Regions from separate parts of the Oryctolagus cuniculus genome. Here region 2 is linked to region 1. A link is a contact called in public Hi-C data. All regions are on one chromosome and are shown on one strand. Each heading gives the region's core, a stretch centred on a gene start, on an enhancer-like site or on the middle of the called end of the contact. The rest is flanking DNA. Distances are from core to core; before and after follow the strand shown.

Region 1 (4,444 bases), core at 512-3,011:
TGCCATCTACGGTGCTGGCATCCCATGTGGGTGTTGGTTCGAGTCCCGGCTGCTCCATTTCCAGTCCAGCTTCCTCCTGGTGTGCCTGGGAAGGCAGTGGAAAATGGACCAAGTCCTTAGGTCCCTGCACCAGGGACAGGAAGAAGCTCCTGGCTTCAGCATGGCTCAGCCCTAGTCTATGTGGCCTTTTGGGAGTGAACCAACAGATGGAAGATCTGTCTCTCTGTCTCTCTGGAACTCTGCCTTTCAAATAAATAGTTAAGTCTTAAAAAAGAAAAGAAAAAGAGGCTCAGGAGACAGATGCTGTGATAAATGGGACTGGGATTTAGGAACAAAGTGTGGAATGAAAAAGGACATTTGGGAGTCCTGTGTATGTCAGTGGCAATGGAAGCCATAAAAATGGATAATATTGTTCCTGAAGCATGCATAAAGTAAGAAGAGAAGATGTTGGTGTTGCAACCCCATAGGAACATCCATATTAGTAAGTAGGCCAAAACAAGAGAAACCTGTCAAAAGGCAAGGATAAGGAATGGCCAGAGGAGCAGGAGGCCAGCTAGTGTGCTGCCATGGAAGGGCAAAAAAAAAAAAAAAAAAAAAAAAAAGAGCTGTTCCTTCTGCACAACATTTTGGTACCCCCTCAAAGAAGTACAGACATTGATAGTCCATATAAACTTCTATAGCACTTAGACAATGCCAGGACACCCAAGCCTCTGATCAGTAGGCTCATTATGGTGTGCAAGATGTGTTGTAAGATCATATGGGGGAAGGGCAGGGGTCCAGCACAGATTTTCAGAGAAGCACTAACAGCTTCTGTGGAATGTTGAATGCTAAAACGAGAATGAAACAGTAACAAGAGTGAGTGCAGAGAGCTCTTTCTATAGAGTTGGGTGGGTGGAAGGGACTGTGTGGGGGTGGTATGGGAACCTGAAGTTGAAAGGGACTTTTGTTTTAAATGCGACATTTGTTTTTAAAAGATTTATTTATTTAATTGAAAGGCAGAGAGAGAGAGAGAGAGAGAGAGAGAGAGAGAGAGAGGTTTTCCATCTGCTGGTCCACTCCCCAGATGGTCTCAAGGGCTGGAGCTGCATTGATCCAAAGCCAGGAGCCAGGAGCTTCTTCCAGGTCTCCCACAAGGGTGCAGGGGCCCAAGAACTTGGGCTATCTTCTACTGCTTTTCCATGTGCAGTAGCAGAGAGCTGGATTGGAAATGGAGCAGCTAGGACTGGAACCGGTTCCCTTATAGGATGCTGGCATTGCAGGCATTGGCTTTACCGGCTAAGCCACAGTGCCAGCCTTTTAAATGGTACATTTAACTGATGAACCCTGGTGTCTGCTTCCACCCCACCATAAGGCCTACTTACTACAATAAGTGTTACTTAGTGTCTCTGTCAGTGTAGCAACGGTCACAAGATCAAGTTTAGCGATGGGGGCAAAAAGGGATGTCCCATCCTATCATTTATTAGCTGCAAGTGGGTCCTTAACCCAGCGTTACCATCTGTAAAAATGAGATGAAAACTATATAAACTCATAACAATATATCTTGCAATAAAGAAGATGACTTCCTAGCTCTGAAAACAAAGTGGCCGCAGCAATCCGTCTGCATGAGCGCGCGCGTGCGCGCGCCGGGACCCCGCGTCTAGGACCGCGTTTGACTGTAGTTAGTGCGCCTGCGCACGCCGCCATTTCCTACAACCATCAGCTAGGGCGTCCGAGCCCTTTGGGAAATTAGACCGTCAACCAACAAAATGGTTATCCGGGCTGTGATGAGGTGTTGGCTTGGGTTCTGCTGCTGCCTTGCGCACACTGGCCGCGAGGTGGTGCGCGAGGATCACAAATGGGCCCGGCTGCTCCTCTTCAGACCCGCCCTGCAAACTTCCTGGCCCTTCCCCCTCTTTGTGAAGTCCACTGCTGGTTTGGGAATCCCGCCGCCGCTATGGACTTGCTCCCCGGCTTTCTCCCCCTGCTAGCTTTCCAGGGTAGTCTAGGGGAGAAACCCCTTTCCACATGGACAAGCGCCTTCTGCGCCTGGCCGACTACAGGACGATTTACAGTACTGGATGACTCAGGCCTTTTTAAGGGGCCAGGTGGGCTGGAGGCGGGTAAGGACGGAAAAGGGGATGGCAATGGACTGAGCGGAAAAGGAATGCTAATGTTTTTCCAGCAAGAAGACTTTGTCTTTTAACACTTCCTTAATTCATCAAGTGTACCTTGCCTTAGAAAGCAGTGATACTGAGGTCCTCTGAAGAGGACACGAACTGCTCCCCAGGGTGTGTGGTCCGTACTTGTCTGCTGCTCTCAGCCCCACCACCCGGGAGGTGAACCCCTCCATGCCTGTGGGAGGTGCCAGCTGGCGTGCTCTGGGTGAGCAGGGGCGAGTCTCAGGGCACTCTCTCCATAAGGGTGTTCATTCTTCCTCAGCACCGTGGCTGGTGGTGAGAACAGTGTGGCCACCAAGGTGGGAGAAGCCCAGCAGGAGAGGCCTGGAGCCCTGAGAGAAGGCCATGAAGACCCAACTGCACCCGCTCAGCAACCTGCAGATCCCAGCGTCCCAGAGCGGCAGGGCAGCCCCAGGGCACCCGAGAAGCTCCTTGAACCTGAACCGGAGGGCTGTGCCAGCAGGTAAGGGCCAAGCTGCACTGGAATCCTGCCTGTTGGAGCCAGGGTTCTTGGCCAGGGGTTACAACCCAGGACAAGCCCACCACAAGCTAGGCATGCCCACTACACTGTGTAAGTGTGACTAGTAATGAGCCGTAGAGCTGCAGAGCAGATGGGAGCATCGCAGGGATAGGTCATCATAGTTTCAGTTGTGGATCATGGCATCAACCCTGTTGGAGCAAGCCTGACACAGGGCAGTGCAGAGAAAACCTGGTCTGAGGGAAGGGTGTGGGTTCTTTTGTCACAGGCACGAACCATCTCTGAGGAGCATAATTAAAAGTTACTAGATGGAAGATCAGTTCCTCTGGCACTGTGTGCAGGATGGCCATACAAGGGCGGTATTTGGGCAATAACTCATCTCCACCATAGTGACCTAAGGTTGGGCAGTAGTTGCAAGAGACTGGCAGCAGTAGCCTGAAGAACCAGGGGTTGTGAGTTTTCTGAATGAAGCCAAGGAGCAAAGCAGTACTGGACAGCACTGATCCCTTGATGTCTTTCCTGTGGCCACCCACCAAATCCTGTTTTCAGTAGCTCTCAGAAGTTCCCAACTTTGAAGACCTAGTGAATTTGTGCAATATTTTTGTCACATTTTAAAACAGCCGTGAGTTTTGAACGTGTATTTTTACAATCAATCTAGTATAAGATTATACACCATCTTGAAGCATTCTGTCAATTTTTGTTTCTAAAAGTCCATGGAAAGTTGGAATTGTTGGATCATATCTGTCTCCCAGACTCAGCATTCATCCCTAGGAGGCCATCCATTGGCTTTTGTGCCTTCAGAACTTATCATTTTCCAGATTCCCTCATTTCTGGCACCTTGTGACTGTTTTTTTCTTGTCCCCTTACCTGCCTTGCTGTGACCTCTAGCCTCTTAATATCTCTTGGTTCCAGGAAATGGCTTAACAAGGATTAGTCCCTGGGCAGTCAGAGCCCAGAGCCTGTGCTGTCAATTGCTGGGCTATGGAAACTGCCTTACAACCAAAATAAGTTGGTACTCTGATAGAGGGGCACCCAGGCACAGGGTAATGTAGCTAGGTTGGTTGGCAGATAGGAAATGAGTTGAGGAGGGGCCAGGAGCTGGGTTTTGTAGGGTCTGGAAGGTTAGGGAGAGAAGGCAATTGGGAAGGAGGTGAGATGTTATTGTACAAGGGATGGGGACTGTTGGAGGGCTCCTGTTACTCCCATGGTAGTCCTGGGAGGGGGCAGGATCATCCTGAGATCTGTTTTTACCTCGCCCTTTTAATTCTTCTCTCCCTTTGACTATTCTGCTGGACATGGATCCAAGGATGCCTGATCCTTGCTAGGTGTTCGGTCAGCAGACGGTCTAATTGCCTTCCTCTCATACTCAATCCTTTCATTCCTTGGCTCTGCATTTCATGTTCCATCTGTCTTTCCAGCTTCCCAGGGGACCCTTCTCCATCTCCATGGTGCTTTCCTGAATCCCAGGGTGATAGGGGAATAGACAAATGGCGATAGAGTATATTGAGGCAGGCTGTCTCACCCAGCCCACAGTGGCAAGTCTGTAAAGGCATGACAGAGCTCGGCACATCCAGGCGATCTTCACATCAGTTAGTATGGCTTGAGCTTGAGTTGCAAATGAGAGGACGTAGATTAAGACTGTGAGCAGGGCAACTAGTCAGGTTCTAGGTCATTATTGTTCTTTTCCCTCCCAACTCTTATTTTTAAAGATTTATTTATTTGAACGTCAGAGTTACACAGAGAAAGAAGGTGAGGCAGAGAGAGAGAATCTTCCATCCACTGGTTCACTCCCCACATGGCTGCAACGGCC
Region 2 (4,444 bases), core at 505-3,004, 440 kb after region 1:
CAGGAGGCTGGGCCCCGGCGGCCAGAGACGGCAGGTGCGGGGAGCACTCCCGGCCCGGCCTGAGGCCCCTCCCCCAGCTCCCACGGAGGGCGGCTGCTCCGCTCTCGGGTGCTGCCGGGCCGGGGCTGCCCCCGCCACCAGCCCACAAGAGCAAGGTGCAGGTGCAGCGTCCCAGCCCCCTCCCCTGAGGGTGCAGGTCCTGGGGCAGCCCCCACAGATGAGCACAAACCCAGTGGCTCTCAACAACAGGAGTGTGGGCGTCCAGGCCTGGGGGCCAGAGCCCAAAGTCGGGGTGCCAGCTCCTCCTGGTAGCTCTGGGTGTCCCCATGCCTGCGTCACCCCGCCTCTGGCTCCATCTGCCCGGGGCCCTGTCTCCTGCCTGTCTCCTGGGAGGGCGCCTGTCATGGATGCCCACCTGGATGATGTCGTACGGTCTGCTCGCCACGTCCTTCATTGAAGAGCCCTTTCGCCTACAAAGCACAGACCCGAACCAGCGCCCAGGTTTAGTGTAGGATGTACCTCGGTGGGGGCACCGTCCACCCCACCACATCTCACTCAGCCCAGGCCTATCCAGCCCGCACTCCAAGGAGGGAACAAACGTGGGCCTCGAGAGGGCTACTGCTGCAGCGTAGCGGGCAAAGCCACCGCCTGCCATGCCTGCATCCCACATGGGCGCCAGTTCGAGTCCCGGCTGCTCCACTTCCAATCCAGCTCTCTGCTATGGCCTGGGAAAGCAGTGGAAGATGGTCCAAGTGCTTGGGGCCCTGCATCCACGTGGGAGACCTGGAGGAAGCTCCTGGCTCCTGGCTTCTGTCTGGCTCAGCCCTGGCCAGTGCAGTCACCTGGCGAGTGAACCAGCAGATGGAAGACCCCCCGCCCCGGTCTGTAAGTGTAACTTTCAAATACATAAATAAATCTTAAAAAGCAAAAAGAAACCCTGGGCCTCAGGACACAGAACTGGGGGCCCTGGGGTCCGCCTTGGGCCCTGTGACCGTTATCTGTGCTCACAGAGGTGGGGGCAGCTCTGCCCCAGACCTGGGCAGGACAGCTGCTGTACTGGAGCACTGGTTGCCCGTGGCTGGAGGGCAGTAACCCCAGCTCTGGTTTCCTGAGGCAGGGACAGCCCCGAGACCAGGCCAGGAGGTGCCCAGCGGGCGCCCTATTCCTAACAGCCTGGCTGCGGCGGAGGGCTGGGTCGGGGGTTTGCTGCTTTCGCTTTGCTGCTTGTCTTTCGCAGGTTTTCCGATGCTCCTAAGTTTTCCTCAAGGGCCCCACAAGTGTCCGTCAGCCCTGGTTCAACCCCAGTTTCACCCGAGGACCATGACCTGTGGCAAAACGGGACACTGATGTCCACTCTGCATGGAGAGTGTCTGCCTCCCATCTCCATGCATCGGTCTCCCCAAGTTCCCCACCCCCATTTTCTGGGTGACCATAACCTGGCCACTTTCTGGTAGCTTCCCCGCAGAGGCTCATGGTCCCCAGAGAAACGGACAGATGAAGGTGCGGGCTCAGCACCCGGGACTCTGGCCCCTCCCCCTGCGTCCTCCGAACCTCAGGGCGCTGATCCCCGAGGCCCGACGCCTCCCAGCAGCCCACATGGGAAGCGAAAGTGCCCTAGGGTAAGCGAGGAGTCTGGCCAGACGCCCCTGTGGGGAAGGAGCGGGCCAGCCGCCCTCCCACCGCACCGCGCATGCTCCTTGCCCCCCCCCCCCCCCCGGCCGCCGCCGCCGCCGCGCTCCCCGAGTCCAGTTCCCACTCCGCCGTCGCCTGGGCCCCGCCCGCTCCCAGTCCAGCTTGTCGCGGGACAAACAGACAGCGGGGCAACACGGGCCTCCTAAGCAGCGGCCAGCGCCAGGGTGGAGACCTGGCCAGAAGCCCCACCCCACTCCACCCCGCCTCCTGCGGACGTCGTTCCGGAGGGCTTCTCGGAGGCGGCGGCCTTGATCGGGCCTGCCAGGGGGCGGGAGGGGAGGCCTACAGCCCCGGCCATCGGTGAAGCCCAGGTACGCCCCCACGAAGTAGGGTTGCCGGGGGAACGGATTGGGACCATCTCGGCGGGGGTTGTGGAAGGTGGGGACAGGTGACAAGGAGGGCAAGGGAGCAGCCGCGGCAGGGGACAGTCGAGGTCGCCCCTGGAGGCGGCAGAGCACTGACAGAGTGCCAAGGCTGCTGGGTCAGCCTGGGTGGGGTGGGCGCCTGGGTTTTGCCCTTATCTCTCTGGTTGATTTTCAGCGGCTGGGCTAGGGCTGGTCGAAGAGCATCCGGCCACTCCTCTGCCTGATAAGTCTGGATTTTACCCGTCCGGGTGTGGAAACACCAGCCACACCTACACCATGAGGTCGTGGCACTGTTATCCAAGAACACCGGGCCAGCTGATCACAGCCACCATCCCAGAGGAGCCCCAGATTGTGCTCCTGCAGTAATGGGTGGGGAGAGTGTTGACAAGTGACAGCACCAGGGAAGGTGGGCGAGGGGGAGAGAGGGAATGGAAGTCGGGTGGAAAGTTTGAGTAGTGTGAGCAGACTGTCTCATTTGAAAAAGAGGGCGAGCTCAGAAAAAGCCATGTGGGTGGCAAAGGACCCGCCCCGCCAGCCCGGAGGATCACTTTTCCAGGTCAGCCCTGCCTCCACAGGGGGTGACACCTGGAAAGCCATTGACAGGGGAGCTGCTCTGTGCAGGCTCCAGGGAGGCACAGGGTGGGAGTGACAGCGCGCCCAGGCCTGACTTCAGCTCTGGCTCCCTCAGATCTCCCTCCCTGGCTGCACCACCAGATGGGTAGCAGGTGACAAGGACCTCAGGCCTGGGAAAGCTGGTGGGACAGAGAGGGGGCAGTCAGGGTCTTGAGCTGCTGGACCCCAGAGAAGTTCCACCAGGAAGGAAGAAACCTCACCAAAGTGGCCCCGCCAGGCTCTCCTCGTGGATGCAAAAGCCCAAATTCCTGATGCAACATCAGTGACGTTACTGGATGCTTTTTCTGCATGTTTGCCTGGCTTTTTCTTTTTCTGGGGAAGCCGTGCCATCTAGTGGACACCTGCTGGGATGGCACAGAAGGCTGCAGTTTCGCTGCAGTTCACCATCTGTCTCTCTCGGTCCTGTCTTATCTTTCCCTCAGTGTGGCCGCCTGGCTCACTCAGTCTCCCTGCGCGCGGCGGTGGAGGAGTCACTCACGCTGTGCCACGATGCCTCCTGCGGAGACCTCCAAAGTGCATATTGAGCCTGCGGTTGTGGTGGCTAAATAAATAAATAAATAGGCTTATGCTGTTTTCCAAAATGATCATTTTATTCTAGATTGAAAACACATAGAATTCCCTAGAACCTTTCTTCACCCCACACGTGAAGCCAATACCCATCAGCAGTTTCTCCCCAGTCTGCTGTGCCCTAGCCCCTGGCAAGCACCGATCTGCTTCCAGACACTGTGGACCGGCCTGTTCTGGACACGTCCTATGTTTGATACAGTGTACCAGTTTTTTGGCTGGCACAGCATGCACCTGCCAATGGAGCACCCTTACCATTGGACAAGACGAAAAGCGGAATTCTTTGCTGCCTGCAGCCCTGCAAGAGAGGAGGCTATGAGGCGGGGCACACGGGGGCCACGCCCAGGGGTGGGGCGGGGCCCAACGAGGGGCCTGGAGCTGGAGGGGCACTCTGCAGATGGCCTGTGGCTAAGGTGGCCGGGGTTCTCAGGTGCTTGCAGGTGGGCTCCAGAGTATAGCGACTGTGCCCAAGGGTCTGGCTCCTGGCCCCAGAGTGTGGTGGGCCAAGGAGAAGTGCAGTCTGGGGAAGGGATTCAGCAGACTGGCCAGCACAGCTTCAAAACTGGGTGGAGACGGCTGTTGTGAAATAGCGTGTTACATCACAGCTGTGCAGTCACGCGCCATGTGGCCTTCCGAGTGTGTCTGCCTTTCTTCACTTACCACAGTGTCCTTGGGGTCGCGTACGCTGTGACACGTGTGCGGGACAAACAGTACTGCGTACAGGCACCATATTTGCTTTCTCTTGTCATCCATCGGTTGATGGCCACTCGGGTTGCTTCCACGTGTGGTTCATCCTTTCTTCTGCTTCTGCTGTTTTTATGTCTGCACTGAAATGTCTTCAAGTATGTTGCCGGCTGTCTCCTCCACAAATGCTTCCATATGCATGTCTTTAAAAGGCCATTTTCTGGCCGGCGCCGTGGCTCACTAGGCTAATCCTCCGCCTTGCGGCGCCGGCACACTGGGTTCTAGTCCCGGTCGGGGCACCGGATTCTGTCCCGGTTGCCCCTCTTCCAGGCCAGCTCTCTGCTGTGGCAGGATGGCCCAAATGCTTGGGCCCTGCACCCCATGGGAGACCAGGAGAAGCACCTGGCTCCTGCCATCGGATCAGTGCGGTGCGCTGGCTGCAGCGCGCCAGCCGCGGCGGCCATTGGAGGGTGAACCAACTGCAAAAGGAAGACCTTTCTCTCTGT

Evidence for each region. Hi-C and Micro-C count contacts between places; a contact is called where the count stands out from the background.
Region 2: a Hi-C map of an unstated tissue shows a contact between it and region 1, with 9 times the contacts expected there. The contact joins the promoter of ZFP92 here to the enhancer-like site in region 1. A contact is called at or near these places in 3 of 6 Hi-C or Micro-C datasets (ear pinna, psoas muscle and an unstated tissue).

What each region holds. Positions count from the first base shown.
Region 1 is chrX:131,374,155-131,378,598 of mOryCun1.1, forward strand. ZNF185 (zinc finger protein 185 with LIM domain) reads left to right here. Exons shown (of 21, transcript XM_070067417.1): 18 at 2,419-2,619. Among named protein-coding and RNA genes, the nearest start is that of PNMA5, 33 kb to the right of the region's middle. Within about 2 kb of position 1,762, at least 3 of the 8 cell types and tissues checked have an H3K27ac peak or open chromatin away from gene starts, as enhancers often do.
Region 2 is chrX:131,816,980-131,821,423 of mOryCun1.1, forward strand. It overlaps ZFP92 (ZFP92 zinc finger protein), which reads left to right and starts at 1,755. Exons shown (of 5, transcript XM_008253104.4): 1 at 1,755-2,003.